Regions from separate parts of the Mus musculus genome. Here regions 1, 3 and 4 are each linked to region 2. A link is a contact called in public Hi-C and HiChIP or PLAC-seq data. All regions are on one chromosome and are shown on one strand. The core of a region is the stretch at or near the end of the contact, and the rest is flanking DNA. Distances in the headings are between cores, read along the strand shown. Region 1 has its middle 76 kb from the start of Mir8110. Region 2 has its middle 55 kb from the start of Gm35542. Region 3 has its middle 17 kb from the start of Gm26331. Region 4 has its middle 21 kb from the start of Mir8110.

The links. Hi-C and Micro-C count contacts between places; a contact is called where the count stands out from the background. HiChIP or PLAC-seq counts read pairs in DNA pulled down with a chosen protein or histone mark.
Region 1: an H3K27ac HiChIP or PLAC-seq map of embryonic stem cells shows a contact between it and region 2, with 3 times the contacts expected there. The contact joins two enhancer-like sites. A contact is called at or near these places in 1 of 39 promoter capture datasets (liver), 16 of 484 Hi-C or Micro-C datasets (the G1E-ER4 cell line, embryonic stem cells and liver), 10 of 115 datasets of contacts at active chromatin or transcription factors (all in embryonic stem cells) and 3 of 9 other capture datasets (embryonic stem cells, embryonic tail and embryonic trunk).
Region 3: a contact with region 2 is called in a Hi-C map of uterus, with 6 times the contacts expected there. The contact joins two enhancer-like sites. A contact is called at or near these places in 7 of 484 Hi-C or Micro-C datasets (embryonic stem cells, liver, nephron progenitors and 1 more), 6 of 115 datasets of contacts at active chromatin or transcription factors (embryonic basal ganglia, embryonic hindbrain, embryonic limb bud and 2 more) and 1 of 9 other capture datasets (embryonic tail).
Region 4: an H3K27ac HiChIP or PLAC-seq map of embryonic stem cells shows a contact between it and region 2, with 2.8 times the contacts expected there. The contact joins two enhancer-like sites. A contact is called at or near these places in 2 of 484 Hi-C or Micro-C datasets (both in liver), 5 of 115 datasets of contacts at active chromatin or transcription factors (embryonic stem cells and stem cell-derived neural progenitor cells) and 3 of 9 other capture datasets (embryonic stem cells, embryonic tail and embryonic trunk).

What each region holds. Positions count from the first base shown.
Region 1 is chr8:88,945,860-88,952,111 of GRCm38.p6, reverse strand. No RefSeq gene overlaps it. Among named protein-coding and RNA genes, the nearest start is that of Mir8110, 76 kb to the left of the region's middle. Within about 2 kb of position 2,006, at least 28 of the 459 cell types and tissues checked have an H3K27ac peak or open chromatin away from gene starts, as enhancers often do. A contact at or near this core is called in embryonic stem cells, where this site is marked.
Region 2 is chr8:89,271,159-89,277,261 of GRCm38.p6, reverse strand. No RefSeq gene overlaps it. Among named protein-coding and RNA genes, the nearest start is that of Gm35542, 55 kb to the right of the region's middle. RefSeq lists an enhancer at 3,780-6,103. Within about 2 kb of position 4,716, at least 53 of the 459 cell types and tissues checked have an H3K27ac peak or open chromatin away from gene starts, as enhancers often do. A contact at or near this core is called in embryonic stem cells, liver, microglia and 1 more, where this site is marked.
Region 3 is chr8:89,569,457-89,575,528 of GRCm38.p6, reverse strand. No RefSeq gene overlaps it. Among named protein-coding and RNA genes, the nearest start is that of Gm26331, 17 kb to the left of the region's middle. Within about 2 kb of position 4,733, at least 21 of the 459 cell types and tissues checked have an H3K27ac peak or open chromatin away from gene starts, as enhancers often do. A contact at or near this core is called in microglia and uterus, where this site is marked.
Region 4 is chr8:88,999,911-89,006,725 of GRCm38.p6, reverse strand. No RefSeq gene overlaps it. Among named protein-coding and RNA genes, the nearest start is that of Mir8110, 21 kb to the left of the region's middle. RefSeq lists a cis regulatory region at 1-6,815. Within about 2 kb of position 3,190, at least 29 of the 459 cell types and tissues checked have an H3K27ac peak or open chromatin away from gene starts, as enhancers often do. A contact at or near this core is called in embryonic stem cells and liver, where this site is marked.

The DNA of each region.
Region 1 (6,252 bases), core at 757-3,256, 320 kb after region 2:
CCTGTCTCAATAAAAAGGTGACTGTTCCCCAGGAAGCAACTCATGAGGTTGTCTTCTGACCACTACACGATTCTCACCTAGGTGCGGACCCATGAACACGTGCACACAGGCAAACACACACAGAGAACTGTGTGGCCGGTGGTATAGTTGCCAAGCAACGAGACGAGAATAGTGCACTTAAAATTGGTGACTGTAGCTACATGCATATTTCACCACAACCAACATGAGAGCAAATTTCAAAAATACGAATTACTCACCCTGGGAATGTCAGATTAAAAATAAACATATGACTAAAGAAGACACGCTGCGGGACCAGGTGGCTTGAGTCAAGGTACACTGGAGCCTGTGAGTATCGGGCTCCCACCACGCCCTCCCTGCTTCTGAGGGAGAAGGCATGCTGGGATGGATGGCCAGGCTCCGGGCTGACTTCCTGTTCTGTTGCCCTCTCCCCCTGCGTATTAGCTTCGCCATCTTTGGCCCTTGCGTCTGGGCATCAGAGGAGCCTCCTCTCAAGGAACCCAGCATCCCCCTCTCCCTCATTTGCTGGTGGGGGACTAGAGAGCTTTCTGACTTGGCCTTGGTAGATGTTGGCTTTCTTTTTTGAGGAAAAAAAAATAAGGTTTTGTCTTGTTATTTTGAGATAGGTTCTATGTTGTCCGCGCTGGACTCACTGGAATCACAAGTGTGTGCCGTCATACCCTGCCTTGCATGCGTTTTGAAACAAAGCCAGGCAAGTGTGTGACCTGTGTAGTGTGGAAGAAAGCGTTTGTCTGACTGTTACGTCAGAGCTTTGAGATCCAAGCCTGGTCAGCCACCGTGGTCTCACCCTTCATTCACTACCGCCTTCTGTTTTCTGTGTACCCAGGAAAGAAAGCACTCCCAGCTTTGATCAGCATCTTAGTTAAGGTCTCTCTCTCTCTCTCTCTCTCTCTCTCTCTCTCTCTCTCTCTCTCTCTCTCTCTCTCTTTCTCTCTCTCTCTCTTTCTTTTTGGTTTTTCGAGACAGGGTTTCTCTGTGTTAGCCCTGGCTGTCCTGGAACTCAGAAATCGCCTGCCTCTGCCTCCCAAGTGCTGGGATTAAAGGCGTGCGCCACCGCGCAGCTTAGTTGAGGTTTCTATTGCGCTAAGAAAACACCATGGTAACCTCCTCCTTTGGGGAGGAAAGGATTAATTTCCCTGACATTTCTATATCACGGTCCTTTATTCAAGGAAATCAAGACAGGAACTCAAGGTTGTAGTGTGCAGTTATAAAAATCAATCCACACTATGGCTGGCGAGGCACCGGCAACGGCGGTCTCTCCGCGCCCATGGCTATCCCCATTTTGGCTTGGAAACGGCAGCTAACCGCAGGAACCTGGGCAGACCGCCGCGGCTTGGGGCTTTCCTTGGGTGTGGGAAGACCGCCGTTGCCGTTGCCGTTGCCTAGCCGGCCATAGCATGGATTGACTTTTATAATTACACGCTACAAAGGTAAGGGAGGTGGAACGGAGGCCATGGAGGAACACTGCTTACTGACTTGCTCCTCGTGGCTTGCTCAGCTTGCTTTCTTATGTGACGTGGCACCCGGCACTGTCTGCAACGAGCCTTCCGCATCAATCGCTAATTACGGAAATGCTGTAGACTCGCCAAGAGGCAAATCTTATGGACACACTTTCTCAATGGAGGGTCCTTCTTCCCGAATGACCCTAGTTGTGCTGAGAGGACCTTAAATTTACCAGGGAAACAGGAAAATTTGGGAGCTTGAGACTCTTCAAGCTACCAGGCTTAAGGAAGGTTCTGGGGTATAGCTCAGGGCCAGAAGAAAGCTGACCTGCTCCTTGTCTGCTGTGGAGCTTCCAGGAAGAAACTGAGATATATGTCTCTGGCTCTGGATCTGGGAGGCTGGGGGTGGGGGGGTATAGGGCAAGTGTCAGGTGTTAGGGTGTGGGAGCTTACGCAGGAGGAAGAGGGCCTGTGGCGAAAAGTCAATTGCCGAAAGCGTCTCTTGTATACTGGAGACTCCTCATTGGCTGGGGAGGTGGCCAGTGAGTCAGGCAAGGAGAGAGAGTATCAACCCTGGAGCCCAGTGGCCCGAGTCTTAGAATCTGTCCTGCCATTTACTGACCTAAGTCAGTTCCCGGCATCCATTCCACAAAAGCCAGCTGCTTCAGGAGGCGCTGAGAGCTCTGCTCTTGTCAGCCCACCATCAGTGCCTGGCGCACCTGAGGCAGATGGCGGAGCACAGGCTCCTCATTAGAGCAGCACTGACCTAAGGCTTACAGGCCTGGGCAGCTCTCTGCCCCTCGGGTGGGAGCCTCTGGCCTACTAGAAACAGAGCTGAGGGGCTGGCTTGGACCAGCTGGGAAAGAGGTTATGAAATAATAATCAAGGCAGCTGTGCCCTGAAGATGTTCTAGAAGGCTCTCTCCTTCCTTCCCTGGTTAGCCATGATGAGAAGTCAAGAGGAAATGGCGGACTTAGTAAATCAACTGGGGATGCGGCGGGCAAGAAAATTTCCTTTGAGGTCAGTCTTCAGTTCAGACTGCCTCTCTAGCTGTGTGGCTCTGGGAGAGTTGTTTAACCTCTCTGAGCTTCAGCTTCTTGCCTATCTCTAATTGACACATAATTAGTGTGCATATTTTTGAGGCAGGGTAAAACCCTTCAACACATTGTGCAGTGATTGTCTGGGGAACCTCATCCATCCCCCAGCCGTCGTCCTAGCTGTCCTGAGACCCACAATCACAGTTCGCTCCAGTTGTAACTGAGCTGTGGAGCACCAGCTCCCTCTGCCCTGTCCTGTCCTCAAGTCCTTAGCAGGCACTGGGCAACAGGACGTTTCCGTGATCTCTGTGCTCCGTGGCTGTAATCCTTCGAGTCACCTCATCTGTCACCTGGGACGGTGCCACAGCCCCTATTAATACAGCCACACGTGGCAGTGCTGTGCTCGGGTGCCACGCTCTGGCTGCCTGTGCGGGCACAGGGCCTATTTTTAGCGCGTTATGTCTGTAATTATGTAGTTTCGCTGCCTTGCAAATGCGTATCTGCTCTGGGGAGAGGTTACGCTTCCGTGATCTGTTATTTTTGATAGGGCAAGATGTGCAAAGTCTCTTTGAAGCCGTGCCTCCCTCCAGCCCCAACTACCCTGAAAACAGTTCTGGGAATTCCTGGTTGCCAATCAGTCAGCAACCATTGTAACATTGGCGTATCAATGGGGCAGACACTAGCTCTGTTCCCTGGGGTCAATTCAATCTGTTTATAATTTTTGATCAATCTATAGTTTTCGAAAGTCGAGGATTCCTTTGCGGGACTGGATCTTTGAGGGATCAACAGAGTGTGGGTGTCAGCAAGATGGGGAGTGAGCTCCCACGCGAGCCACAGCTCTAGCCAGGAAGGGCCTTCAGAGGGATTTTTGACTCCAGAGGAAAGAGAGTGGGCAATGTAGGGGTCAGCCCAGGTGAGACAGAGCTGGGCGGAGACTTGGCTGGAGCAGGGGCCTGGTGGCCCTCGCTGTGACAGATTAGGAGATTAGAAGCTCTCTAGAGCTTGAAACTCTGCTCTAGGTCAAAGAGCATCTGCTTGTAGGAGGAAGGCATGATCCGAGGCCCTTCAGCAGGGCCCAGCCAGGCCTGCAGGAACCCAGAGATAAAAAGGAACCTCAGAAGTGAGTCACCCAGGGAAAGCAACACTGTTCACTCAGTCGCTCATTCTTTCACTCGACAAACCTGCACAGCACAACCACTGTCTGGTTGCTAGAGACAAACCTTCACAGCACATCTACTGTCTGGCTACCAGGGAGACATCAGAACGTCCAGTTTGCTCACACAGTAACTCCTGCCTCCCACAAATTAAGAGTCCTGAGGGCCCTCATTCCTGCAGAGCAGAGACATAAGTGCAGGTCCTGCCAAAGCAGCTGAAGTTCATGGCCGGGACTCTGGTGGTGGTCTCTGCTGGGTAAATGTAGAAGGGAATTCAGGGTCCCTCAGACTCCTCACAGTCCTGGGCTCACTGAGGAGACACCAAGTGACCACGCTACTGTAAGAAGCCTTACCACCAATGGTGGAAAAGCCACAAGACTGCCAGACTCACAGCTCAAAAGATCAAATTCTCCATGCAGAGGCGTGGGACGGATGGTGACAGCTGTGGTGGCCTGTGGACAGGATTCACAGGTCCATTTGTGTCTCTACCTCTATCCTTTATCCAAACACATCTGTTGCCTTTCTTTGTTACATACAACAGAGGTTTAAGTAGAGACCATAAGGGCACATGAGAAGAAGAAAAGAGAAGTCTGCCTGGACAGCATCTCTTACTAACACAGTACTGTCCTTATTAACTGTATATATTTTAAATACAGAATAGGGACTGTAACTTTTGGTGTGTGTGTGTGTGTACATGTGTAGAACCCAAAGGCCAGCCTCAAGTATCATACTTTATAATCTATAAAAAATAAAATGTCTGCTTTGCTTTTTGAGGCCTGGCTTGTCATTTAGACTGAGCAGGCTGGCTACGTAGCCTCAGGGATCTGTGTGTGTTACCGCCCATCAATGGGATTATAAGTGCTGAGTCATCATACCTTGCTTCTTTTTTTTTTTTTTTTTAATATGGCTTCTGGGGATTAAATTCATGTCCTCGAGCTTATACAGTAAGTATCCTACCAACTGAGCCATCTCCCCCAGACTCCCCCTCCCCCCTGCTTGTTATTTATTTTTGAGACTGTGTTTTAATTATAACACTTCTTTCTCCCTCCACACCTTCCCATACAGCCCCTCTCCCCACTCTCCTTCAAATTCACAGCCTCATTTTTTTAATTAGTTGTCATTGTATGCATATATGTCTTTGTATATATTTATCCACTCCTAAATATAACCTGTTGAGTCTATACAATGTTACTTGTATATATGTTCTCAGGCTCTTTGGCACTGGACAACCAACTGGTATGCTCTTTTCTAAGAAGAGCCATCTGTCCCTCTCAGGTTTAATTAGTTGCCTATAGTCCTTTATGTGGGGTTGAGGCCCCATGGGCTTCCACCTTGTATACCTAAGCATGTTTCTTGGTGCCCTCTTTGTTCAGCTCATGCTTGGGTCATGTTGGTGAGATTTGACATGTATAGCTTCTGGTGTTAGTAGGAGACACAGACTCACAACTAACTTCCAATCTTTCTGCTCTGTTTTCCATGGGGCATGGAAAGTGTAGGAGTGTTTAGTAGGTAGTAGTAGTCCATTGGGACTGGCCTCACAGCTCTGCCTAGCTTTTGGCTGTGATTTTCTGTGGTGCTCTCTGTCTGCTGCACAGAGAAGTTTCCTTGGTTAGGATGGGAGACTGTATATATGTGTGGGTCTAAGGACAGATGTTTACAGATTGCTGTTAGGCTTATGCTGGTTGAGTAAATGAGTTTTGTAGCCTTTTCTCCAATAACTATAACTTCACTAGTACTGAAACAGTTAGCTAGGTTTCCTGTCTCGGGCATGGTCTCCCTCTTGTTGAATGGGCCTTAAGTCCAATCAGAGAGCCATTGGTTTCCACGAAGGTATGTGTGACACTGCTGCACCTGTAGGTTACTGTGCCATGCTTGTCCTTGATGTGGTTCGTAGGCACCATGGCTAGGTAGGAGTGTTGGTCGCTTCGTTCCTTTGGAAGCTTATGTGTTGCCTTCTGAACCCAACTCCCTTTTAAAATATTTTTATTTATTCCTTAATAATTTTAATATATATATACATATATATTTATGTATTTATTTTATATATGTGAGTACACTGTTGCTGTCTTCAGTCACACCAGAAGAGGGCATCAGATCCCATTACAGATGGTTGTGAGCCACCGTGTGGTTACTGGGAATTGAACTCGGGACCTCTGGAAGAGTAGTCAGAGCTCTTAACCACTAAGCCCTCTCTCCAGCCCCCGCAAAATATATTTTAATCATATTCTTTCCCCTCTTTTAACTCTACCCAGATGCCCCCACACCTCCCAATTTTATGTTTTTCTTCCTTTTTCTCTCTTAAAAAAAAAATTGAGTCCAGTTGTATCGGTCAGCTACTCCTGAGCATGTGGTCTGCCCTGGAATGTGGTCAGTACGCCCAGCTCCATGGAAAACAACTCCTTTTCCTTCTCCCATCGGCTATCAGTTTCAAAGAGCTTCTTGGCCAGGGACAAGACTTCATGCCTCTTTCTCTTCCCTCCTTCATGCTGGAGTTTGTCTGGCTTTGACAACCTGGTTAGGTCGTGTGAACACTGTCAGCCTCCGCAAGTTTGTATGCGCATCTTCCCTGTTGTGTCTGGC
Region 2 (6,103 bases), core at 3,467-5,966:
AACAATTCCAAGTCAACCGGGCAGTGGTGACATACGCCTTTAATTCCAGCACTTGGGAGGTAGAGGCAGTCAGATTTCTGAGTTCAAGACCAGCCTGGTCTACAGAGTGAGTTCCAGGATGTTTTTTGAGACAGGGCTCAAACCTGTATGTCTTTTGAGACAGGGCTACACAGAAAAACCCTGTCTCAAAAAAAAAAAAAAAGCAAAAAAACAAAAAACGATTCCAAGTCATCTGTTAGGAACTCAGAGTACCATTTTGTCTTAAAATAATTATAGCTCATTCATTCATAAAACTGTACCATTAAAAATCACCAGTCCAGCTATGTTCAAGAACTTTTGCTCTAAGATCCACTTTGCTGTTATAATAGTAAGTGTATGAATTATTACTCTGTTCTACTCAACATTTGGAGTAGGTAGAAAGAAACTGGGGAAAACAGAGGGAGGAAAATTCATAATTGGAATATATCATAGAAGAAAATATTATTTTCAATAAAAGAGAAATGAAAACAAGTTTGGTGTGTTTACTATGTGTGTGTAGTAAACTAGCAACCGATAACTGCTCTCTACCTCTGTTTAAATAAGTAAAATGAGACAATGTCTGCAGAATCAATTAACCTGTATGTTCACCTAATACAAACAGTAGGATTAGATATTGGAGACCTTTTGCTATATCATAGAATTAGCACTGGAACTGAAGTGGAGGGCAAAACAAAACACCTTGGCTCATCGGTAGACTTTCAGTTGTTCTCATTCTCTAGCAGGTGGCTTTCTCATCTGCAAAATGAGAGATGGGCCTAACTGCACTACTGATGCCTGGTGTGGTCCTGCCACTTCAACATGGCTGTCCTGCGCAGACATCACTAATCAATCACAGCATTTCTGTCTCTTCTACTAAACTAAGACTAAGCTTCAGATTCTTCTCAGTAAAATCCTTACAAAACAATCAAACAAACAAACAAACAACGCCCCCCCCCCCCGAAGCAAATGACGTCTAGAGTCTCTACTTTTGTAGATCTCTACTACTATGTGAACAGGTTAGAATCTGATACAGTACAAAATATAACAAAGGAAAGCTTAAGTTCAGTCAATATGTTGATCTGAAATATGACGGTTTGCAATTTGTACTTACTCTGGCCTTCAGATAGGACACAGTCAAGCTTACTGAACTTGGCTAATTAAAAAAGAAGCTCCCATTTGAAAAGAATGTTGTGTTAGTTCCTCTACCTTGAAGCAGGAGCTTATAAAGCATGAATGTAAATTATATGCAAATATGCTTTGGGGACCTTCCTAGTTCTTAACAACTGAACTCTACTTCTGGGGAAATGAGAAAGAGTCCGTTTTCCAGGAGATAACAGGGAAAGTTTTCAAATGCCTTGAGGAAATCACATTTCACAATAAAATGAGCTAGCAACATTATTAAACTGAGGAATCCTTTGTGGGGTAAGGGGTTGTGTGGCTCTGAGACCATATCTCTTAAATGGCTGTCCCTGCCTGCCACTGACCTGAACCAAGGTGAAGACTCTGGCTGGGAGCATACTCTCGCTTGTATTGCTGAGCATAATAAGACAGGGAAGAGGAGGGCAGGGAGGGGATCATGGCTAAGGCTGTCTGGCAGATCTTCACTGTGCAGAGTTTTCATTAGCTGGACCAGCTGACCAGGGATCATCCTGGTTCCTTGTTTCCTAGAAGCATCATCAGGCATGTGGACAGAACTCTCCAAGCAGATCATGCTTACAATACCAGGAGCAATGTCAGGCTCTGCTGTTGCCTCCTGGGTCTGCCTCTTGCATTCTTGTTGCTTGTGGGAACTTGACCTTCAAGGTGATGGTCTTAAGACTGAGTGGGGCCTTTCAGAAGTGACTATGTTATGAAGGCACCACTCTTGGGTTGGGACTCACATCCTGTAAGAGAATCTTCAGAAAATTACCTGAGTCTTTTGTCCCTGTCACTATGGCGGGACATAGATTCATCCTGCCCAGAAGACATGGGGACCAGGGATCATTTTGGAAATAAAGTCAAGCCTTCCCTAGTTGCTGAGTCTCTGGTGTTTTGAACTTGGCTTTCCCAACCTCCAGAACATTCCTATTATTCATCAAAGTCCTAGGCTATGTTATATTGTTATGGCAACAGGAAAACAACCATGAAGGCATCTCGTTCTTCTCATCTCCTCAGAGGGATGACTCAGAATGCTCACCTCTTCTAAGAGACCAAGATATACCCACAGGAGTTGTATGGCACATGGGTGCTTTATGTTTCAGAAGTGGACACTATCCAAAGACAGGAGAGACACTCTGTTGGCAGCTGCACTTGGGACAGCGTTCCTCATGATTTGTGGTGGGGAATAGGAGCCTGAGGTTCTAGCTATCCAGCAGACTCTCATTCGGGAGATAGGGGAGACGCTGCAATTCCAATGAGGAGAATTCATAGAGGTATTCAATTCTCTGCAACAGCTGTAAACATGACTTCTCAGAGAAGAAAAGCTGCTCCTGCAAGCAGACAGACATCAGCCTGTCATCCCACCAGCTGTTCTTCCACAGGCTCCTTTGCCTTTTGCTCCCCCTCCCTATGCCCCTGTACATTAGGTGCATTTCTAAGCATCACTTGGATCTCGACATTCAGATCTGTGTACATGTTCTCACTATGTCAATCAATCGTGGGTGCTTTCCTCTTGTTACTCTGTCTGTTGCTAGGTTAATTCACAAACCTCTGGACATCTTCTTCCGCATTAAGAATCACACTGAGCAGCCAAGACACGTGCCCTACTGTGAAGAAGGGAAACATGACAACACAGTATTAACCAACCAAGGAAAAGTCAGAGGTCACAGGCTCTGGCCACATCTGTTGCTGATATTACCCTTACCTCCCTGATTTTCTAACACTAGGAGTAGCTGGAGCTAGGAACAAGGAAGAAAGAATATGAAGCAAGATGGTGGCCAAATCTGAGGGGACAGTCACTGAAGCCAGGCTCAGAAAGTGTCCAACTTCAATTTATCCACTGGCTAAGGCTTTGGAACTTTTTTAGGAAGAATTCGGCATGGAGAGAAACATCTTATGTGTATGTCAACATGCCAGACTTTGCAAACATAAGGATAGGACACTTGTGTTTGAATTTCAATTTGATTCATTGATTGATTGATTGAAACTTGAATTTCAATCATTATTAACATAAATGTGTGTCAGACAGGAGTTGAAATACACATAAAGCAAAAGGCTACTATGATTGTTAGTCCCTAAGTTAAATTTAACTGGATGCTGCTGTATTTTATCCTAAGTGGAGTGGGTGCATCTTCAACATTCTGAGGGTTCTGGGGCAGTCTCCAGGTGCCACTTTGCTGAGGTAGTTACTTACAAAATAATTCTGGTGCCCGAGTCCCCCCGTTCTGTTCTGTTTCCGTTGTTATGGCTGTGAGAACTTAAGGAAAGAGAGGCTGATTTGCACTCAGGGTTCCAGAGGGCTCAACTCATGTGTGCTTGGTCCCAGGCACAGAGTACTATTAGATTAAAAGACTAGTGGATTAAAGGACATGAAAGGCAGAAAGCTAGCTTCCTGCTCAAAGATTGCACTTCCCAGTGTCCCTTGTATGGTACCAGAGTCTTTTTCTCCCCTGTAAAGGTTGCAAACAGCTTTCTGTGGGAAATTTCTCTCATTCCCATGCATGCTGGGGTTGACTCATCTGCCTGCTTGGTGATCTGAGATGACCCTAATAAACATGGTCCTGCCTTTTCAAAAGGTCAGATTCGATCCTGCCTTTTCTGCCTCTCTCTGATGATCTAGCAAGGACTACTGTTCATCTCCGTGGACCGGGGAGCTGAGAGAGTAGTCAGGAAGTGGCCTAAACAACCCTAGTGACCTATTCACCCAACCAGTCCTCCTAAATATCCAAAGTGTGACCAAATAGCCAAAGTTTCCAGAACTTTGTGAAAGAGCAAGGCCAGCTGGGTACCATGTGTTCAAAACACGAATCTGTGCAGATCATTTTAACCTAAAGTAGTAACAATCTCATTTCCAGAAACAGAATTTGGATCCATTCTGTCACTAGGGAGTTTGAAAACTCGAGGGGTGGGGGAGTGTGGCGTAATTTGAAGGCAGGACCACTGTGTTAGCCTGACTTAATCTGAACCACTAAAGATGTGTCTCCTCTTTCAGAGGAGAAGGGACCAAAATATTTAAAGAAATGATGAGTTTCCTGTTAGGGAGGTAGGTTGTGATAGCTGCTGAGGGCATTATGGTTCTGAGTCAGGAGATTGCAGTGAGGGTGGGCAGGACAGGAGGGGAGTGGGTGGGATGAGCCCCCACACACTCACACGGACACCATCATTGTCACCGCCACCTTCCCAGCTCTGAAATTTCATGGTACACACACACACACACACACACACACACACACACACACACACACACACACACACACACACACACTGTACCCAGTAGCATTTAAAAAGGTTGACTCGCAGTGAGGTCGCGGATCAGCTGGAAAGTGCAACCAAATCTCCGGTCTCTGAGAACGTGCGGCTCCGCGACGGGTCCACGGGACCTCTCTGTACTATTATGGTCACTTGTAGTCAGTTCATCAGTATTTCAAAAGATAGTTTCCAATAAATTAATCCTTCAGTGTTGAACTGCAGTTTAGTCGCAGACGCAGCCTGAGGGCGGTCCCTTCCTGCTGGTGGGGACGAAATCCTCCCCGAGTGCAGGGACAGAAACAGCCCTTCCGACCGCGTACACACAAGCACGAAAGAAGGCCAGTGGGTCGCACCGAAAATCGCGCCTCGGCTGCTCTCTGAGGCTTAGGAGTTCCTCGAAGGGCGACGCCAGCACCTCGTCCAGCATCAATTAGCAATCTGTGAACTAATAATGAAAACCAAAAGCCAATTCTCAGCGAAAGAAGGTGCTGGCCGTGGCCCGCAGTGACTCTTTGTAGGTGTTGAACGTGTGTGTGTGTGTGTGTGTGTGTGTGTGTGTGTGTGTGTGTGTGTGTGTGTGTGTGTGTGTGTGTGTGTGTGTATTTTTAGATAAGGACTTATTCTGCATGTGGTAATTAGGGCCCCAAGGGGTTGCGATTTTTTTCCCCGTTCTCCCCCACGGGTTAGCTAAGTGGCAGGAGGAGGCAGCTCAAATTCCCACACATCTGGGGTACACAGATACAGCCTCTAATTTCCTGTCGGCGCCACTGGTTTCTTTCGAATTACTTGCTAAGTAAATGATTGTTATAAAACGATGAAGATTCGGTCAATCAAATTAACCCCTTTTGTCCATTACCTCCCTCCCCCAGCACAGTGGTCCCCTTCATTTGCCTAAACTCCTGGCTCGGGACAATGAGTTCCATCTCCCAGGCCCCAGCTATGCTCAAACTGGCCCAGTGTAACCTGAGCGAGAACCCAAGGCCCCCAATTGTTTTGCTAATCAAGATTATTGGCCCATTGAGATGTGAAGGCGCAGCCTGGCTGACAAAAATTGTCAGTTTCCCATGAAATAGTTCTCTCAGTTTAGCCTGGGTGCGGGCAACTATTAGCATATAAATGAAGATTCTCCCTCCTCGGCCCTTCCTCCTCCCTGTCCGTTCCCCCATCCCAAAGGGATGCGAAGAAAATATAAACACACCCCACCCCCAGCTCCCAACCCCCGAGGAGCTTAATCCCGCCAGCGTTTCTCCCGGGTCTGGAAATTTGTGGGCACCAGGCTCAAAGACTGCCTCTGGGAGAGACTCATTTGAACAAAGCTACTTTTAAAGCCATGGCTGCCAGGGCCTAGTCCCCTGCTGACTGTAAGAGCCACTAGCTGTGCTGGGAGGGCACAAATGGCCCAGTGAATGCCAGGGCGAATCTCCAACACAACCTTGGGGACGGTGGCAAAGCCAAGCATGGCTCAGGGGTCAGCCACCCAGACCACTAGCTGGCTGGACCTCCAAAACCGTCCCTGGCCTGCTTTTCTTACTCTGGTTTAAGGGCTGAGGGTCGGTTGGGCATGGCCTTGGTAACCTTGTCTGTTTTCTACCGGACTGTCAGGACAGCCTGACACACAGCTGAGCTAACTGAACACAGAGAAAGTCCCCTCTTCTTGTCTTCTGGTGTAAACTTAGAGCCACAAGGAAGAAAGGGAATA
Region 3 (6,072 bases), core at 3,484-5,983, 300 kb before region 2:
GCAGAAAATAAATGTAAACGTCACACAGCAGATAACACCCCTAATCAGAACCCACTGAGAATGTAGGTATTGGAATTAATGAATTGACTTTCCAGGTATTGGAATTAATGAATTGACTTTCCAGGTATTGGAATTAATGAATTGACTTTCCAGTTCTGTCTCACTCTTTAGAAGCTCTTTGATTTTTCAGGTTTCTCGATTCTCTAAGGCCTCAGTTTACTCCTCCCTAAAGTGGGGATGAAGTTCTGTCTGCAAAGTCCATCCTGCCCAGTGAGGTCCTTCAAGTATTCATCAATAGCACTAAGAGGGAGATTTCATCTTCAAGAGAGCAGCCTTAAGTGTCTCCTTGGTCAAGCTGTTCACTCACTTCTTTCTTCTCAGTGAGTTTTTTGAATTTTAGTCCTCAAACAGTTAACACCTGCCTAGTCTGCCCTGCATTTTTGGTTAAGTCCAGACTTGGCCAATAGCCTCTCAAAATGGAACATGAGTCACTCCTTAGAGCGCTGGCTCTTTACCCTCCTGATGCTGCAGCCCTTCTACAGTCCCTCATGTTGTGGTGACACCCAGATAAATTTATTTTGCTGCTACTTCATAACTGTCACGCTGCTACTGTTATAAATCCCAATGTAAATATCTGATATGCAGGATATCTGAGATGCAGTTCCTGTAGAGGTTTCAATGCACAGGCTGAGAATCACTGACTTAGAGGATTGGCTGCAAGTGACTGAAAAACATTTCAGAAGAAATCCTCTGTGCAGCTGCCGTGTTGCAGAGCAAGGGCTTCCTATGGACCCCTTTGGCGAAGAATCGCAAGCACTCAGGTGTTTGATGTGTGTGTAATGGAGTAAGGGATATGAACAGAATCTGGTCTTGGGAAACTAGGCCCAACGAACAGGAGGCTTTACAAAGGCAAGCCGTGTTCTCCAACCTTCTGGCTCCCTCTGTCCATTGTTATTTTCTCACAGAAGGTAGTTCAAGGCTGACATATACAGAGAGTCTGAAGGAAGACTGAATGAAGAAGGGGAGTGAGGGAGGCAGGCACACAATGTTAATCACCTCCCCCATGCCCTTGCTTGCCTCTCTTTCTGGTGTCTTAGAAAACTATGAGACTGTACTTCCTAGGTCTAAGCTATGTCTTCCTTCTTTTCAAGCTGGGGGATAAATTCTTGTATCTGATCTGGACCTAAAATGCTCGGTTTCCAAAAACCAGCTCCTTGCATTACCATTTGTTGGTGAAGTTCTACCTGGCACATAGCAGGAAAAACTGCACCCCAGTCCTCAGAGCCCTACTGACATCAGGGACAGTAGTCAAGCAGCCTCGGTTGCCCAAAGCAGTGGGCACTGAAATCACATTTGTATTTAAAATACACATACTAAAGAAGGAGAGTAAATGGTGCTGATGAGGGAAAGGCCAGCTTAGCCCACAGCACTGATGTCTGCAAGATTACAATGGCTGATGGGAGAGCTCCTGAGAAGCAGGGTCAGTGTCCTGGTACTTGAGCCAGACCACTGCCTCTGGGCCTAAATGGGTCATAGCAAGAAGAAGTTCCAGAATAATGGGCTGGGTCTTTAGTGCCACATCCCGAAGGCTCAGGCATGGCTCCCAACCAAAGGCTCTCCTATTCTTTTCAACCAAAGAAAAGGAGCAGGTTAAAAAAAAAAAAACTGTGATCCCTGCTGCATCTGAAAGCTGCAGTCTCATAGGGTTTGTCTATCAAGTGGCTCTAAACACTTGCATCACACAAAAAGACAAACCTTTAAACTGGAACAATGGTCACAGAAAGGAAAAGTTTGGGGCTCTTCCAAAAAAGACGAGGGTTTGCCATGTGACAATTCACAATGGTGAGGTTGCTTACAGGTGACTAGAGGGGTACTTACCAGTGAGTGCCATTTTACTTGATGGGTCTTGGTCCCCGGGATGACTCTGTAAGGCCGGGCGGCTCCATCACTGGGTTCCCTACCTTGTGGGCTGTCCTGGAGCAGAAGGGGTAATAAAGGTGACCAAGCCCCAGACTGAATTTAGAAACCTAATTTCTGCCTCTGCTGCCTTGACCTCACTGCGTAGCAGGGCAAATTACTTTGTCTCTGTCAACTTCAGTTCCCATCTAAAGACTTGTCCTAGAGGGCCCTGACAGAGCACTGAGGTGAGAAAAAACAAAAACAAAGGAGAAAGCAAGAGAGGGAGTGAGGAAGAAAGGGAGGGAGGAAGAGAGATGGAGGGAAGGAGGAGGGAGCAGAGGAAGGAAAGAAGCAAAAGGTAAACAAAGATAAGAGAGGGAGGGAGACAAGAGGAGGAAACAAACAAGGAGTGAGTGAGGGGGAGGAGAGAGGGAAAGAGGGAAGAGAGGGAGAGAGAGAGAGAGAGATGTACTGAGGAAAGATGGGTGGAAGAGAGGAGCATAGAGAGGGAAAGAGAAAGGGAAGAAAGGAGGAGGGAGGTAAAGAGAGGGAAGGGAACGAAGAAGGGAGGGAGGGAGAAAAACAGAAAGGAGGGACATTTTGTGGCAACAAAACACCTTTGCTTCTTATGGGCAATTCAAATTTGCTTGCTTGGCTTGTTTAATCCCGGTAAACATAGGCTTAAAGTCCTGCATTCCTTTCTAAAAATCTAACAGTTTGGGGAGAGGGGAAAGGGAGAGTAACTGGGGAGATTAGTCACTCCAGCTCCCACCCCCACCTCCACCCCCACCCCCTCCACCAGCTTGTCTTCTATGAGGCCCAGAGAAACCCCAAGCAGGCTAGGAGCAAGCGGCCCATGGAAGGTGGGAATGGAGCTGTGCCTGCCCTTGCTTCTAAGCCTGCTTTGTGTGCCTGGGGTGAGGTGGGAGAGAGTTGGACAAGAAGAAACTGCTAAGATTCGTGCCCGCATGAGGGTCTTAAAGAGCCATTGTGGATAAGGTGCTATTCACAGTCACTTCGGGGGTGGGAGTTGGGTCTTCCTTAAATGGCCTGTCTGCTGGTCCACATAGTCCAGTTATGAGTGCTGAGTCTATCTCAGATTCCGCCCTTGGGATGGAACACCGGGAGTTCGTGGACCTGATGAATAAAGGCAGCCTGGTGTCCCCTTTCCCCTTTAAAGCCAACAAGAAAGCAATGGCCTAGGTCCCAATGCTATCTCTGGGAACTGCTCAGCTTCTCCGGAGCACACAGTACGATGTGAAGACAGGCCTGCGGATACCTTGCTGACTGACAGAACGAAAGGGGAAAGGTACCCCTGTGTTTGTACACAAAGAAATCCTACTTCTTGAATGCTAGAAACCTGGGCCAAGATCTCTGGGGACCTTTTACAAACCTATCCATCTTCCCCGGTTTACACACTGAACAGGCCTTGAGAAACGGCTTCTCCTGCGCAGTTTTCTCTCTACACAGTGTCGCTTGCCTACTCTTTATGGTTTTGTGCAAACAGGGCTGGCCAGCAGCCCGAACCCCAAGCGGAAAAAGGTTCTGAGCCCTTTACACTTTACCTAGTATAGCCCTCTGCGACCGGGGCGATTTAGGTGACGCACCTGCTGCCAGCAGATGGCGCTGCGCCGCACGTTTTGATACTGGTGTGCTTGGATGGCACTCATGGAGGGGACCTCTCAAAGTTTTGAGTGTGTGTGTGTGTGTGTGTGTGTGTGTGTGTGTGTGTGTGTGTGTGTGTGTGTGTGTGTGTGTGTGTGTGTGTGTGTGTGTGTGTGCCATTCCTGGGCTGCAACAATGTTTGTGGAATTAAGCAGTGATTTCCTTTAGTCTGAGCCACTCGTCCTGGCTGTGTGTTAAGGCCTAAATAATAAAGTTTGCCATACAGTGTGTTTTTTCTTCCTAGTGAAACCAGGAGTTTCAAACACATATGATGTCCTCACCCTTACTGTGTGGTTGTCAGCTAGCACAGGTCTGCATTTTCTGATCAAATCACTTCTGCAGCTTCCATAGTAGCAGGCAACACGCTTTGGGAGACAAAGAAGTGCTGAAAGAAAAGAAAGTAAGTAAGATCACCTAAGATTTTCTTTCTAAACAAACAAGGGAGTCCTCCTCCCCCTCCTCCCTTCTGCCTCTTCTTCCTTTTATTATTATTATTATTATTATTATTATTATTATTATTATTATTATTACATTTTTATCCCCTCCTTCTCTTCTTCTCTTTTATTTTCTTTTTTAAAAACTGGGCTTAAAAAAGAAAGCCTGAATTGTTAGGAGTAATATCAATATCAAGCCATTTTCAGAGAGAGAGAGAGAGAGAAGACTTTGGCTGCTTGAAGATGGGGTTGCTTTTTGTGACCTCTGGAAACACATGGACTCAATGACCATAAATAAAAAACTTGTGGAGAAAATGTAGGGACGTGGGGGAGAAAGGTCCAGAGTTTAAGGACCAAGTCAAACTGCAATGGGGTAAGGCAGATAGGAGGAGCCACAAGGATGACTTCCCTCTGCCAAGGGCCTGCGTTGGTGAGGTTTCACTATGTATTTAATGTTGCCATAAAATTCGTCTTCTCGGAGTAAACAAGGCCAGTCTGCATGCAACTCCATCAAGACATACGCAGCGTTGTTTGGGATAATGGATTTGATGGGAGTGAAAACAGTGGGGATTAAATGGACCCAGAATGGATAAATATAACTAATTGTCATCCCTTTCTATCCACATAAACATCCCTAGCACTGCAGAAAGGGAAGAGGGGGGCACCCTGCAGATACTCCTCTTAACTGACTGATGGCGCTGGGGCGGACAGAGTTCTAAAGACTTTCCCTCTGCCCTCAGTGAATTCGGCTTTTATGACCCCCACCCCCACCCACCCCCAACTCTGCAGTGAACACAAGAGCTGTACAACCCTGTTCAGAATAACTTCAAACTTCGTTTTCAACAATGTGGCTGGAACTTTTGAAGCTTGCAGAAGAACTCAGCTACTTTACACACACACACACACACACACACACACACACACACACACACACACACACACACTCACACACAAGGCAAAGCCTGAAATCAAACTTTAGAATTTTAAAAAGTTTTCATCGAGGGATCTGATTACTGCATGTGTGCACAGAGAGGGATAATATTAATGATTGCAATGGACTCTTTCTCACTGCAAGATTCGCTGTTGATTTTGTTATTTTGTCGCCCCCCCCCACCTCCCCCCAGCTGAGGACAGAACCCAGGCCCCTGTGCTTGCTAGGAAAGCACTCTACCACTGAGCTGAATTCCCAACCCTCACTGCTGATTTTGTAAATCGAGAATTATTGCTGCAAGCTTAGACAGTGCCTAGACATATACCTCGCACTAAAATACATCTATTTAAAGAAAGAAACATTTACATAGCTTTAAAAAAAACCTGTCACTTGACGCGGTAACTCCATTTGCAATGATTCAATAAATATAGTGTTTAACATTTGAAATGTATTTAAATCTGTTTTCACTTCTTTTAAGCTAAAGTTCAAAGACATTTGCAACCGAATGTCATTTATTATCAAGGCATGCTATTCATACCCGAATAGTGTTAGTATAGAAAAATGAAACTTCGAGTCTGTGAGTCATAGCAGTGTCTAAGGCTTACTCAGTAAAGCCAGCATGGCAACCTCTATCTGTGATCTCCGGAAGCTGATTTTTTTTTTTGATAGAAACTTAGAGCTGTCTTTCAAACAGAATCATCTGAAATTTAAAATTAGCCAAGGATTACAGTTTGCAAGAAGGCGTGTCTCCACCCCCAGTGTGAACCAGTGTCGTCAAAGTGAAAGGGGGAAGAAGGAAGGAATGGAGAAGATGTGGTTGTTTTGACACAAGGGAGAAAAGCTTTAGTGCCGTTTCATTTTTAACTTCATTTCAAATTATCTCCCAACCACCCTGGTATTTCTGCATGGAGATAATCACATCTCATCAGCTTGCGCCAGACCCGGCAGCTACGCAGCCAAGAGCTAACGTGGCTTCTCAGATCCGACCACTGAACACAGCTACAGCTCCGCAGAAGAATGGTGGGAACTGGCATGGCTGGATGCCCACCAGCCCCTCCAATATTTTGATTTTGTTTTTCTTTCTCTGGGTAACGTTAATTGTCCACAAGGTGTGTGAGGATGCCTCCCCTGGGACAAACCCCC
Region 4 (6,815 bases), core at 1,941-4,440, 270 kb after region 2:
GCTGCAGCTCCGCCGCCCTTTGTGCCCAGATCAAAGGACCGGAACGCCACAAAGGCGGCCCCACTCGGCCGCGGCCACACACAGCCGCACCTGCAGTGCGGCCAAATGTCATTGTCGCTTCTGCGGGGCGAGCGCGGACGCACCTCCGAGGCGGCAGATGACTAATAACGCTTGATGAGAATTGATGGGAAGAGGCGCGCGGTGCCCAGGGCTTTGTATTAGCTGCCCCGACTTCCCCAGCCTCGGCCGACCGGCTGCACCTGTGGACCCCCTTCCTCTCGGCCTTTATGGAAGTTGACAGATTTTATTAACTTTAGGGAAGAACTTTCCAGCGTGCAGAGGGCCTCAGTTTATTTTGTATTCATGCGAAACGGAAACTGAAAAAGCCCTGTTTACATATTTACCGGCCCCACTGACCTCCCACTGGGACCCCATAAGTCACGCTCCAGATTAACTTTGTCATAGAATTGACTTGGGCGCTGAGGGAGTTGGGACTTGGGGCGTGGGGGGGGGGGGGGCGAGCTGCATGTGTGAGATATATTTTATCAACGAGAGAAAGCTATATTCAATTATCTAATATCGCTGAGGAACCCCCAAAGACTTTCCGAATAGTACCAAAATTGGAATTATTTTTTTCGCAGCAGGTGCGGACCGGGAGAGCATTTGCAAGCAAGCTGGGTAGATTTGCCCTGGGCTAGGTTACCCCATCCGTTCGATTATGCAAAAATGAAAGGAAGCAGTGAGGAACAACCCAACTTTAAACTTCACCCCCTTGGGGGCTTGGAAGTACCAGGCGGGAAATGTGAGTGTGTGATATGCACACATTTTAGCGGCTAAACTGCAACACGTTTCCAGGGGGATAAAGATATGACTCATTCAGTAAAGAGAAGTTAGTGGGGGGTACACTGTCAAACAGCCCAACACAGTGATTTTCAACACCCCCACTCACAGGAGAAAAAAGAAAACAAGACTTTGCTTATAGCCTTTTTAGATGCATTACTTTTTATTGGCACATATTCATTATGCAAAAGACTGGGTTTCATTGTGACATTTCACATCCATATATCATGTCCTTTGCCTCCATCCCACAGTGGTCCTCTTACTCTTCCCAAAGAACCTTCTTCCTACTTAATGTCTTTTAAAAAAATCTAGTTTCTGACTATAAGAGAAAGTAGATAATACTAGTCCGTGAGTCTGGCTTTCTTCCCTTAGCACAGTGACCTCCAGGGCCATCTACTTTCTTGCAGATCATATAGTTTTGTTCTTTATTATTGGGGGGGGGAATCTCTTGTTCATTGTTCATCACACTTTCTTTGTCCCTTCATCTGTCGATGGTACCTAGGCTGATTCCATATCTTGGCTGTTGAGAATAAAGCAGCTCCATACAAGATGTACACATGTCTCAATGGAACAGTGACTTAGACTCCTCCCGCTATGTCTCTGGTCATCTAACAGTTCTCCTTTCACTTTTGGGGGTTTGGTTTGGTTTGGTTTTTTTTTCAGACAGGGTTTCTCTGTATAGCCCTGGCTGTCCTGGAACTCAGTCTGTAAACCAGGCTGGCCTCGAACCAAGAAACCTGCCTGCCTCTGCCTCTCAAGTGCTGGGATTAAAGGCTTGAGCCACCACTACAGGCTTCCTTTTACGTTTTTTGTTTGTTTGTTTGTTTGTTTTGTTTTTTCTTTTTCGAGACAGGGTTTCTCTGTGTAGCCCTGGCTGTCCTGGAACTCACTTTGTAGACCAGGTTGGCCTCGAACTCAGAAATCCACCTGCCTCTGCCTCCCGAGAGCTGGGATTAAAGGCGTGCGCCACCACGCCCGGCTTTACGTTTTTTTAAAGGATCCTTTGTACTGATTTCCACAGTGACTGTACCAATTAACAGTGGCACCAGTACTGTATAAGGGTCCACCAACCCCACCCCATTTTCCCTCAAAAGCATTTGCTATTTTTTTTTAAATAATGGTAGCCATTTAGGCTGAGGTGAGATGGAAATTCACAGTAGTTTTAATTTAATTTTGCTTATGTTCTTAGTTGTCCCTTCTCCTTGGGATATTTCTAGGTTTTCTGACTCACGAAAAAATGGGAGTCTACCGCTATGAACATTCCTGTGATATTAACTGTCAGGTGTTGAGAACACAGCTCAGAGTCAGCTGGTGTGCTGTGTCTTCACTGCACAGCACTGAGCTTTCCGGAGCTTCCTTTTGTGTGGCAGACAAACTTCAAATGAATTGAGGATCATTTTCCCAAGAAACCTTTAAGTTGAGCGATAATAGAAAGTAGTTAGTAGAATATTACACTCTTCATTTGGGCAAGCAGATGGGATGCCTGCTTTTAGATTTAATCGGGGGGGAGGGGGGGGCTTGGCAGACAGGTAGGGATGCCATGTCTTTTAGTTGAAGTCTCTTTCTTTTCAGGAAAGAAAGAAACTGCTTAATAGTCAGTGCCTCCAGCACCCCACCCCCACAGTCAACTCCCCAGCACCTCAGCACTAGTAATGCCTAACTTTTAGTTCTCAGTCCTGATGACATTACAAAGTACAAAGGTCATCTAACAGCAAGCGAATCCATTTTTAACAAATCTATTACACTCTTCCTGTCTTACAAAAAAGGTAGTGTGTGTCTGAAAAATAAAACACAGGCTGCTTAAAACACAAAACATATCCCCCAATCTCCATTTACACAGACACAGACATAAATAAATGATTTAACAATCTGGGAGTCACGAGTCTCTGACCTCATGCTTTCTCAACTTCTTTGAAAAGATTTTGATATCAATTGTTACTCTTTTTTCCCCAGAAGCATAATACACGGTAACCTTAGCACGCACAATCTGCTCCAAACAGAGGGATACAGACAAGGGCCGTCAATGGTAGATTTTAATGTCCTAGCCAGGCTTATGTTACCTTGCTAGAAATGAAATCTGTCCTCCCCCTCCCCCAAGCTCAAGTCCCTGGACACCCCCATCGGAGATCATTTGTTATGCAAAATTCTGCGAGGCGTTCAAAATTAATTCACAGTGCTCTTTCCGCTCCGAGCCCCAGTTCCTAATAATGGGCTTTCTCAACAGGTGTTCATTGTACCAGCCTGACTTCAAGTTGCCTGACTAAAGGTTTTATTCTTTAGCCATTCCTTTCTTAATCTTGACCTTGTAATTTACTAATCGGCGGCAGCAGCTGCCAAGGAGGGCCCAGCTGTTTACAGGAGGGGACACATACCACCAAGGTGGCTCAGGCAGGGAAGGAAGCCCCAGTCACTGCTGACAGGAAAAAAGGAGACATTGACATTCCCCATTTGAAGGCAAGGACAAAGCTCAGGTCCAGACTAATCTACAAAGTACCTTCTTGTTAGGTTAGACTGACAGGTGGTAAGCCATAGCCACTTCCCTTTGGGATGATTTGGGCTAGCCTTAGATTAGGCATAAGTGAATGGGCAAGGAATTTTAACAAAGCAAAAAAACACTACCAGAAAAAAAAAATGCTGGGTCAAAGGAAAGACTTTTAAAATGATTTATTTTTTATTTTATATGCATTGGTGTTTTGCCTGTATGTCTGTGTGTCCGGACCCCTGGAATTGGAGTTACAGACAGTTGTGAGCTGTTATGTGGGTGCTGGGAACTGACCCGGGGTCCTCTAGAAGAGCAGCCTGTGCTTTTAACCATAGAGCCATCTCTCATAGAGCCCCTAGGGAAGACTTTTTAAAAGTACATTTGTCGATGCCCGTGTGCTAAATGTATCAACATCCAGGTGTGTCTTCTTTTGAGGTCCTGAGCGATGGTGTGGACCATGGTGTTGTCCTGAAGAGACTCCTGGACATCTGGCTCATCGGAAGCACTTCAGTGTCTGTGCATTGCAAATGCATGAGGCCAACTTCCTGGTTCCCAAACTTCCAGAAGTATAGAGTCCATAGTCCTGTCTTTCCCTTGTCGTTCAATTCTCTGGCCTCAACAATCCCATCTGTACAGTGGGTTCTCCAACTTCATTCTCCTCGGTCACAGAAAGTCAGAAAGCTTTGAGCAGGTGCGCCTGGGAAGGAGGCTGTTCTGGCTAGGCAGCAAACGGCTTGTGCTGTGGTTAAAGAGCAGCAGCCTCCTCTGCCACACAGCAAGTCCTGGCCTCTCACTTTGCAAGTCAAGTTGTACCCACATCTGAGTTCTGGACTGTGTTACAGAGCACATGTCTAAGGCTAGAACCAAACTGAATCCTGTCACCCAGGTGAAGATGGAGTCCCTGGGGTTAAGAGGACATTTAGGTGGCTGGCTTTAACCTTGTCCTGGCTCAAGGCAGCTTCCTGTGGAGCCAGAACAAGGATGGATAAAGCTCCGATTCCTGCTGGCCCCCAGACTTCCTGAAGGACAGTGGATTCCCTCATTGTTTACTGAGGAAAGTAAACACAGACTGGTAACTTCTGAGTCACAGCAGAAGTCCCCTGGGAACCCAGGACTGAGAGGAGTCTCCAGATGACAGGGCCTCAAGTACTTGTTGGAGATCACCAGTCCCTGATACAGACTCCAGGGAAACTCACCACAGGGAGCCCGGAGGCCCTCTGGACTGTGTTCAGGCAGAAGCCTGCTCCCAGCCTTCACCATGGCTGTCCCCTCCCCACAGCTCTCTTGAGTGCCTTCAAATGACAATTATAACTTCTCAAACTGCGAAGACCAAAGAGAAGAGGTGCAGTTCGCTCTTGGGCCACAGCACCTACCAGCCATTTTCTATTCGTGGGCAGAGGGCCTGAGTTGTGTGACACACAGAGACCTCCCTTGTTCAGCTCCTATGAGCCTTTCCAACTGTGGGAGAAACAGAAAGATTTCCTGGGCTCCAAAGATCACTCCCCAGCCTTCCCTCACTTGGTGTAGGAAGCTAGCACCATATGATTTAAACCAGAAAATGCGCTTTGTCGGGAGGGCTCGGTGAGTAACTATGTAAGGTGGACACTGTAGCAAGGCATCCCGAGGCGGATCTAGTGGGAGATGGTGTACCAGATGATTTGGGCAGCTTGCGGACTCTGGTTAGCACATCTGGAAACACCCGCTGCTGTAGGCCTGGAGAGGTGAGCCTCAGGACGAGGGTAGTTTCCAGTCACCACTAGGTACGATTGACTTATGCATTTTACAGATTCATCACAAATGGATGGCCCTAAGCAAGATGGCTTGCCATTCTTCTGACTGATAAGGAAGCTAAAGCCCAGAGAGGGAAAGACTCTCACTCAAGGTCACACAGCAATTTCTAAACAAGGCTTGTAGCTCAGAGGGATGGATCCATCTTTTGACCTACTAATATTTTGAATTATTACATTCATAGCAGAGAAACATGCTCTCATGTGCCTGAGTTTGCTTTCTGCAGGTTCGTTTGAACACCCAGTTTCATCAGCAACGGAATAAACAAATGGCTAACCTGAAGCTCTCAAATTGAAGAAGCATGCCCGGAGGAGGATCTGAGAGAGCCACACTGCTGTTGCTCTCCCAGAACCCCTGAGAAAGGGTGTTGTTTAGAAAATAGAGGTTTGTGTTTACCTCCATAGAAGCTTAAAAGCATGGGACTGGTACCTTCTTGGCTTCTGTGGGGACCTCATGCTATATCAGTGTAAGTAGGAAGCACGGGAGCAGGGTGAGAATGCCATTCAAAGAAAGAGGGCTTGTCCTGCACCCACAGGATATGGAGTCTGGCCACAGCAGAGGAGGGCAGGGAGGCGGTGAAGGAGAAAGGAAATAAAGAGAGGGACAGAGGGAGGAGGAGGGTTTTAATGGAGGAGTATTTGGGTGGGGAGAGAGAATCCAGAACTATAGATGATTGAAGCTCATGTGTTCCACCAGGCCTGTGAGGCAGGGGGTTGCCTAAAGTTCCCTGCATGTGGTTCCTTGGGCCTCCCCGCTGTGCTCTTAGTAAGTGGTAGAGTCAGGGTTTGAATCCTGATCTTGCTACACCACAGTGGCATCCTTGCTGATGCTGAAAGCATGGCGGGCATCTTGCTTTTCCCATTTGCACCAGGCTGTGCTGTGCTCGTGATTGCAAAGCTGAGTTCCCGCTTACTGTTTTTCTTCTCTCTTCAATGCTAGGGAAGGAACAAGTGGCTTTGTGTGTATTCTATGCAGTAACTCTACCACTGTGCCTCAGCTGAAGCTAAGGCCAAGGACGGGCTCATCCCCTGTTCCTGGCGGCCTCTGCTGCACTCAGCTCAAGACGCTTCCCAAAGGCAACGTGTGTATGTCACTGAAGGTAGTATGCGGGGTTGCCAGAAGTCTCAGAAATGACTTCACCCAGGCCAAGCACTTTCTCCACTAGCATACAGAAATCTTTCCAAAGAACTAACCTTTCCTAATAAAATAATCTCAATAAGACATTTCAGCAGGGGAATTATTAGATATTAATTCATGCCTAGTTGCACTGACAGCTTCGGCCGTCAGCGTTAGCCTAATAGCACACTAGGTGAGAATTAATATGCCATAATTCAAGCTCTGTCATGCATTATTGCTTAAATAAGATACATGAAGAATAACCTATTCTGGGGAAATAACTGGGATTCTCAGAGTTCTCCTGGCCAAGTTATAAATAGTTACGTTTGGATCCAGAATTTTTTTTTGTATTACTAAATTTGAAATAAATTGCATATATGTATCCTCATCTATAATTACTGTGAACATTTTTCCTAAGTACTAACATTAAGTTCAGTCATATTCCATGTTTTAAAATTGAACTTAAGCAAAATCATGTGATTTTTCTGGAGACTAAAATAGACATTTCTTACCTCCGTATATATAACTGTATCTGGTGCACCGCACATGGCTGATGCGGGAGGCCTAAGAGTAGTAAAATGGGGCGGCC